2 separate regions of the Bombyx mori genome follow, and region 1 is linked to region 2. A link is a contact called in public Hi-C data. All regions are on one chromosome and are shown on one strand. Each heading gives the region's core, a stretch centred on a gene start, on an enhancer-like site or on the middle of the called end of the contact. The rest is flanking DNA. Distances are from core to core; before and after follow the strand shown.

Region 1 (4,645 bases), core at 1,874-4,373, 110 kb before region 2:
GTCACATTCTTCAGGAGTACCCAACAATCCTGAGTCAGAGCTAGACTCATCATGATCTTCTTTTGAAGGAGCTTCTGGTTTAATTTCATCATGTTTTTCTGATTCCGTTTCTGAATCTGATAACGTAATGAAATTATTGATATTCAAATTACACATAGACTTTTTATTATTGAATTGTATAGATAAACAAATTGATTTATATTTGCTGTTTTGTTCCATTATAGTTATTTATTATCGTGTTATATTATTTTAGGTTATGCTGCCATTACAATCAAGAATAGATATTTTCTGAATAACTAAAATTGAGTTGTGAGATTTTTTTATTTTATTGCTAGATGGTTGGACGAGCTCACAGCCTACCTGGTGTTAAGTGGTTACTGAAGCCCATAGACATTTACGACGTAAATGCTCCACCCATCTTGAGATATAAGTTCTAAAGTCTCAAGTATAGTTACAAAGATAAGAATTAAATACTGTACCTTCACACTCTTCAGTTCTTTCTGTTATTCCTTCTTTAGTTTTGATAGGGAGTAAGGATTTCATTCTTTTGGCAGGTCTTTCGGCTAGCTCTTGTTCGTATTTCTCTTCCAGCTCACTTCCTGATTCCTCGTCAGTCTCAGCACCACTGTCACTACTCGGCATTACCCGTTTTAATTTCATTGGACGTTCTTTATCAACCTTTACTCTTTTCCGGGATCTAAAATTTATTACAGTGATGACCTTTTGTTTGTTCATTATAACGAGAAACCAATTTCAAATGGACATACTGGTTATTAAGAAATTTTAAGAAACATGAATATGTCCTTTCATTTGTCTTAAAGAAAAACCGATTCCATCAAAACAAAAATGGTCATTTCGAAACACCATCAGTGGTTCAACAAAATGGTTTGCCATTATGTGTGAGTTGCAAGCCACATTGTGGTTGTCATTTCTGGGAATTTCAAAATGCCCTTCTACTTATCTAAGATTTTAGGGGTTGAGCTAACCATTTTTTTTTTATTGCCGTATAGGCAGACGAGCATACGGCCCACCTGATGGTGAGTGGTTACCGTCGCTCATGGACGTCAGCAATGCCAGGGGCAGAGCCAAGCCGCTGCCTTTCCCGAAACTTCAAGACGTAGGATATTTTATATCGTAAAGGACATGCTACTACTCATCTCCAAGCACAGTTTTCATAAATTCTAGGACAGCATTTCGAGAAAATAAACCCAAGACATCTAGTTCTGGAACTAGGGAACCAGTGATAAGATATTACTGCCAAGGATACGTGAGATAATACCTTGAGGAATGGAAATCACATTCATGTCAATTCTGATCCATAGTTAGACATACCAATTTTATTCAGGGCTGTCAACTATTATTTTTAAAACTTAACTGAATCATTCGAGGGTCATTAGCCCAACATGAAAAGTAAGCACTAAGTGTAAGTTGATTTTAATATGGAATCTTGCAAATATAAAAAAAAGCACACACTTGGTTTTTTGTTCTTCCGTATCTGGAATGTTAGACAAAAGCTGTGGCTGTTTGGAAAGCCTGTTCAAGATGTACTGCTGCTCGCCCTCGTCGAGCATATCAGCCCACTCCTCGCTAGACGACTCACTCTCGCTGCTGTAATCCGCTTGAGGTTTAGATTGGGGATGGTTCTGTTTTTGCACCTTTGTTCTATGCCTTTGGAGCTTGAGTTGACCTTGTTTTCTCATCTTGTTAGTGGTGTGATTGTTTCTCTTGACTTTACTTATTTTGATTTTACCTTTTTTCTGTAAGTCCAATTTTCGAATTTGGTTAGAACATATTTGAGTCCATAAAGCGATTTATATCGTAACTCATACTACTTACAGCCATTTTTTAAACTTTTGATGAGCGTTTTTGAATCCAATAAATAATAAGTAATGAATTTTAATAAATTCTGATTTAATTTAATCGACTCTTTAAGAATTCCAAATAAACAATGGTACCGTAGTGGCGCAGCGTGTTCTTGATTTTGCCGAAATTGACAGTAGTTCTATTTTTATAACTAAAAAGGCAAAGGTATCATACTATACAGCCTAACCTTTTATATTCCTTTTTGAAGTGGATTAATTTAAAACATTAATCAATTGGCATGAAACTAAGTGAAATGAAGTGAGATGAGATGATATAGGATGAAATATAATCTCAGTAAAATGCTGGTTACTTACTGAGACTTTTTGGAAGGTTTCGAAAAGCTACGTCCAGCGGCTTTGTTTTATTTTTCCACATTTGTGCACTTTCACAATACTAAACAATTAATAAACCATCGTTATTAAACATTTAAGCTTTACGGTTACAGTAAAAGTACAAGTACACTGTTTCTGTTTTTAAATAGAAGGTCAAACAATTTTATCTCTCATCAACCGAATGGTCATTGTTCTATACTCTTCGTATTTATTGTTACTTATAATATTTTGTATTCAAGTTTAACAATATTTGCTATGTGTATGTGCATTACTATAATTCTCATGTTGTATTTGTTATTTTAGCTGTTCTACACACACTCATCACTTTTAATTATTATTCTCATAATCCTCTCGCAGGTCTGCAAGAGATTTTTTAAAGAAATAAGCAGTGCCTTTGTACATAATTTTCTTATTACTCTGTACTATGACTTCTTTTTTGTGTGTACATAATTAAATAAATAAATAAAATTATTAATTTCCGAACGATTACCTCTATAGGTAGGTGTTGGAAAAAGATACCACCAACACAATAAGTAGGTAATGTTTTTGGGTATGAGAAAATGGTAGACAATTTTAATGACAGCATCCTATATCGATGATACTGGTCAGAATATTTGACCAAATTAAGGAACATTGTACTGCTATCGATCCTTGATACGTATACCGTACAATGTACATATTATTAATTTAATTGCACGTCTTGAAACCATGTTGAACGACTCTGTTCCACAGATAGAATTATATATACACGATATGGGTCAAGCTGACTCAAGCTGATATAAGTATATCAAAAACAATATTTTACTTTATTTTACGAAGCCATTCAGTGCTAAAACAAAAAATGTACTTATGTTCAAGAAATTTTAAATTAAAGAAGTGAATGCAGGTGCATAGCTTATGGATTAAAATGAGACAATGCAGTTTATGAACGAGGACAAAACTTTCTAAATGTCAGTTGACAGTTTGAAACTTATAAAATCTAGTTTTACAACTTTTTAAATATTCGATAGAATTCTAAACTGTAATGTAAATAGAAAATTATTCATATAAAGTGCTTGCATTTCAATCATACTTTTGTTTTTAATTCATGAAAACAAGAAACACGAGTTCTAATCATCCGAAATTGGAATTCAGTCCGTGGTCGTGATGGTTCCTCAACAACAGAGGAGAAGACGACGTCGAGCGGCTTTAGTTCGAACGGCGGAGCGCAAACTAGTAGTGGCTCGAGGACCCGGCGGATTTGGATTTACGATTGCTGGACAGAGGCCATGTGTAGTGTCTGCGGTAGCAGCGGGTGGCCCAGCTGAGCGAGCTGGTTTGCGGGCCGGAGACGCATTGCTAACTGTGGACGGCGCCAGTGTGGCACGCGCTCCTCACGCATCCGTGGCCCGTATGGTTGCTTCTGCCCCTGCTGCTATTTCACTAAGTGTGTCTCCTCGTGAGGCACCGCCTACTGATACTGAGGATACAGAGCCTGACGAACGAGCTAGAACTAGAAGGAGACACCCACCTCCACGACGCAGGCCTCAGCCAGTGATGCATCTGCCAGGTATAGATCAAATTAAGAGATTTAAAATTAATCAAAATAATGCTTAGTGTCATTTCATATGAATGAATGTATGTGGAGGTTACAAGAAATTTAATTTTTCTGTTAATTGTATTTCCTCTATTTTGCCTAGATTTCCTATATTTATGTTCAGTGATTATGGGTGTGTAGTGTAAGGTGCTATAAGCCCACTACTAGATACACCGGCTTGTAATGTACTGAAAGTTATGCTTTAATGTAAAAGAATAAACTTCAAATCGATTGTGACCTAAAACACTGATTCACAAACTTTTTTATCCTGGCACCTTTATTTCAATCTTAACACTTGGCTTATATTAACTTTAAAACGAACATTATAAGGAGCACTATCTATCAATTTAGTATTACTTATATGTATTTATTTTAAGTATTTCATTATATATTATGTACGTGTATGTATATGTTTACGTTATTTATGTGTGTATGTGTATATATGTAGTCTAATATATTATGTATTAGTGTTTTATTTTTTTTATTTTCATTATTGTTCTTGTTTAGATTGTAAATTGATTAGATTGTATTCTTCTACCCACTCATTCAAAGCATTCCTTCGTTAAGAACGGTTAGCTGGTAGAAAACTCAATTGTTGTTAAGCTCGCCATTTTTTATATCTTACGCAATTACTTACTGTAATATTAACTGTGTGTACAATAAAGAATAAAGAGAGATATAATGTTAATGATATAATTTTTGATGTAAAAAAATGACACGTACTATAAAAAGTATGTTTATTAAGGGATTAATTACAATATGCTATAATAAGAATACTTTTTATGAGAAAAATGTACACTTCTATTAATTAAACAGTAAACAAAATTGCAGCACCTAAGAGAACCAGTGACCTAAAAAATAAAAGTCCGGTGTA
Region 2 (4,147 bases), core at 1,244-3,743:
TATATTTTGCGAGTTTTTTGTCCATTATTTGGGCCGCGACTCCGGGTCACTCGTGAATATACGTCAGTTTGGAATAGTGGTGTAAGACTTTGAACCTATAATGTTTAGTATGAAGCAGGCCCTTATAAACCTTACCGATCCAACGACTCCCGGGTCCCTTACGGGTCATAAGGCAGACAGTGCGCGAGAGAAGTGAAACAAATTAGCAAGACCTGGTTCCTTAGCGTCTTTTAGAAAATAAGTGAAGTCTCAGCAAATTCCAACCATTTTAGTGGGATATTTTATTATCAATATTAACTGAATATCGTACTTGAAATGATGTGTAGAAGCCGTTTTCGTTGGACAAGGACGTCTATTCTCTATCTATATTCTCTATCGACGTTGAGTACTGATCTTCCGTTGTGTGTGTCCAAGTTCCCGTCACGCATGACTCCTGAAGCCCAGCTCGTGCATTGATTGCATCGGCCCTCGTCGACAGGACGCGGTGCGGCCCGTGGACCGCTCGGCGCCGTCCGTGTGCGTGGGCGGCGCGGCGGCGCGCGTGGAGCGGCGGTGCTGCGTGTGGGTGCGCGCGGGGGGGCGCACGCTCGCGCTGCGCTGCCCGCCCTCCCGCACCCTGGCGCACGCCCTGCCGCCCCTGCTGCGCCGCGCCCTGCCCCGCGCGCCCCCCGCCCCCGCCCCCGCCGCCGCCGTGCTGCTGGACGGCCGCCCCGTGCACCCCGACACGCTCATGCAGGTAACACTAGTGGGCGGCATGTCAGCCCCAAGAGTTTTTTTATTGCTCACCATCGATGAACTGGTTCAATACTTGAAAATACTCCTACCCGCACACGTGTTTGAAGTCTCCATTTTTACATTTTTTTAAGGGATTTTATGACCTGGTAACTAAGACCTTTAAGTCATGTCTTATTGTCATTATTATAATATTCTTATTTTTATGAAAAATGATAGTGAAATGAAGATGATTAATTTGATTAACTGGGATGAAATGAGATAATATGGGATTAAATATCAGTAAAATGGTGGTAATTTACTGAGACTTTTTAGTGGACTTTTTGGAGGATCCCAAGAAGTTACGTTCAGCGGCTTTGTTTCATTTTTCCACATTTATGCACTTTCACAGATATTAAACAGTTAATAAACCGCCGTTATTACACATTTAAACTGAAGAAACACTAAATAGACAAAATAAAACAAATCACACAACTTCACTCCTCGTGTTCCCGCCAAAAAGTCTCAATTTTTACAGTACATCATCAATATAAGCAATACCTGTCCACAGGATCTGGACGGAGCTCGCCTGCAGATCGTGGAGGTGGAGGAGGCAGGCGTGGAGGAGGAGCAGGGCGGCCCGGCGCCGCGCCTGCAGGACGACGACACCCAGGTGCGGGCAGGGTGCCACCCCCTCTTAAACCATAGGTTTTTCGCGAACACTCACTATAGTAGGATTATTTTGTCCGTGCAGCTTGGGTCATAAAACATAGCCCGGTTAGGGCGGGGAGCATGTTGCGCGGGCGCAACGCCATTATCGATAAAAACAAATGGGTCGTCGAAGGCAGGTACACGGCGGCGGGGCGGTATACTTAGGGTGGTGAGACATTGTTATATTATGAGTAATTTGTAATTACCTGCAAATTATAGTGCATATGTCGAAGAGAAATCTGTTTTTATGCATTCGCTCTCTGAACTTCTTTAGTGACACTATGGCTACTCCTTTGTTTTGTACCAAAACGGCAGAATTTATTCAAATATTTTGCTTGTTGGCAAAAATATATCAGCACAAGCACGTGTTATTATCAACAATGTGTTAAAATTTTTCACTGAAATGAGAATAGATCCCGAAAAGTTACAAAGTGTTAATTTCTGCCGTTCTCGTTAACTTGCTGCGGTGATGTGTGGTGTAAGTGTTCGATTTTTTCTTTCATTTTTATCCCACAAAATGACAAAACTAAATACACTATCGATAATGCTTATCGACAACAATAATGCGCATCACTATGCCCGTCCATAAGGGCCGTGAGTGGAAGAGAGAGCGAAATAATCGCTTTACCGCTCCGATTTTTTACGACCCAAACTGCACGGACAAAATAATTCTACTATAGGGGCGGAATCGATACGCGAAACTATATTCGCCGGGATTAACCAGGTTAATTTCAAACGATTTGAATGCGGGCTTCCCGGCACTTTTCAAGACAAGTTAGTTCTTGTCTAAAAGCACGAAACTACAGCAACATAAATAAATTAAGTAACTACAGCAGAAAGAACCCACGTCAGATGGTGGTATCTACCCACGCGACCGACACGACCTTACCGGTGGTGGAGCGCCTTGTGAGGCGATTTGGATCCCAAAGTAACTGATACCAAGTCGATATTCTGACAGAGTCGTTGAGTGAGTGTGTTGTTGTCGACAGAGCACCGACGCCTGCAGCGGCCGGGAGGGCGGAGGCCGGGTGCGCGCGGCGCTGCGCCCCGGGGCCGCACTGCACCACCACCCGCCAGGTACTAGCAACACTGCTCTTACTCGTCTATCCCGCGCTCACCTAATGATAAGTATACACCGGATCCAATGGACAATAATAAAAGAAGTCACTTATCTTCAGACAAGATCAAAGCCTCAAAATGATTGCGGAACCGCTACTCCACTGGTCCATTCAGAATAGTAAGACTACCCGCGTGGCACATCTCCATTGTTGAGATGTTCCAGCGAGCAAAGCGGTCTGTCCAAATATGGTCCTTGGGCGCTTGTAATAACGTACACATCACCTTGGGATCAGTGGAAAACAAATAGTATAAGTTCAAATTTCGTGACGCCTCAATGTAAAGTGAAGTCTACTCGGGTCGTTGACTTGTCAGCTGGCAGACAGTTGTAGTACATTGCGTGCTGCTAAAAAAACCTCAGTAAATATTTTCGATCGTGATAGTAACATTGTCGTGTCGGTCCCAGTCACAACTAGTCTTTATTTTCGTACATCGAAAGTTCTGGAAATAATCACTGATGCTGTTAAGACTTGAATTATCATAATTCATGACCATTTATAAAAATTACAGAAATAAATGTCAATCGTCTAACCGACGACATTAAAAGTGTTATTACATTTCAGATTTCTTGGAAAACCTCAGAGAGACGCAGCGGCAGAGGTTACAAAGCAAGCCGGATGATCCCCCCCTGGCCCCCCGCAGCCCCCCACCCCTGCCCCCCAAGCCTGCTCACAGAGCCCCCACCCTCGTCTGAACGGACACCGCTCGACTCTTGGATTCTATTACGCACGGGCGACCCGCCACCGGCTGGAGCCAGGGTCGACCGCCCGCTGTGATGCTAGTCACGGAGGACACCCCGGGGAGCACTCGAGTTACTCCCAACCTCCGCTAGTCCCACACGCGTTCCTCTAATGGAGGACAAGTTGTCGGCATGCGTCCCCGCGTGACCGACCGGACAGTATCGTCACTCGTGACCAGAGGACATCGCACCGCCGCAGCCACAGAAAGGCGCCTCACAAAGATTCATTAACTATTCAATATTTGACAGTTCAATAATAGTCTCGTCGCAAATGTGAATATTGTTACGCGCTGGGTTTCGGGATAAATAAAATATCTACCGAAGTACAAGTTAACGCTGTGTGTCAAATCAAACTACCTACTCAAATGAAATTATTTGTTTAATATTACTGTATTTATTTAATGATAAAAGAATAGTCGGTATTCCGACGCTTCGCACTATATACGTATTAATAAAGAGTCGATATATCGACGATTCGCGATTTAAGGGTTAAAATACCTTAAATAACGAAGTTCATTGCTCGCGGTGGATACGGCAGTTGTAAACGAAAAGTAACATTAGTTTATCAAATCTTTTAATGTTCGTGGTTTTTGTGAACCGTATCTATTCAATTAGACTTCTTGAAAATTTTACAGGAAACAATTTTAACTGGTTATGACTTATCCTGTTTGTTATGTAAATAATTGAGCTTCGTATTCTCAGTTTCCTATGTGTACATTACTACGGTACATAATGTGTTTATAATTGTGATTTTTAAAGTTTATATTAATTTAATAAAATTAGTCAAAATATTGTGAGTCAGGCGCCTTCCATAGAGATAAGACTGCACTAATGATATAAGCGCGGAACTAATACATACTTTACGAATGT

Evidence for each region. A called contact is a pair of places that touch in the nucleus more often than the background predicts.
Region 1: a Hi-C map of middle silk gland shows a contact between it and region 2, with 2.2 times the contacts expected there. The contact joins the promoter of LOC101747032 here to the enhancer-like site in region 2. A contact is called at or near these places in 3 of 7 Hi-C or Micro-C datasets (middle silk gland, midgut and whole pupa).

The regions. Positions count from the first base shown.
Region 1 is chr7:12,516,463-12,521,107 of ASM3026992v2, reverse strand. LOC101747032 (regulator of G-protein signaling loco) reads left to right here and starts at 3,123. Exons shown (of 13, transcript XM_038012214.2): 1 at 3,123-3,744. The coding sequence starts at 3,342. It overlaps LOC101735377 (nucleolar complex protein 3 homolog), which reads right to left and starts at 2,001. Exons shown (of 13, transcript XM_038012071.2): 1 at 1,837-2,001; 2 at 1,474-1,757; 3 at 480-697; 4 at 1-116. The coding sequence starts at 1,842.
Region 2 is chr7:12,410,812-12,414,958 of ASM3026992v2, reverse strand. It overlaps LOC101747032 (regulator of G-protein signaling loco), which reads left to right. Exons shown (of 13, transcript XM_038012214.2): 10 at 479-736; 11 at 1,283-1,384; 12 at 2,412-2,499; 13 at 3,102-4,147. The coding sequence ends at 3,232. Among protein-coding and RNA genes, the nearest start is that of LOC101743395, 8.1 kb to the right of the region's middle. Within about 2 kb of position 2,493, at least 4 of the 8 cell types and tissues checked have open chromatin away from gene starts, as enhancers often do.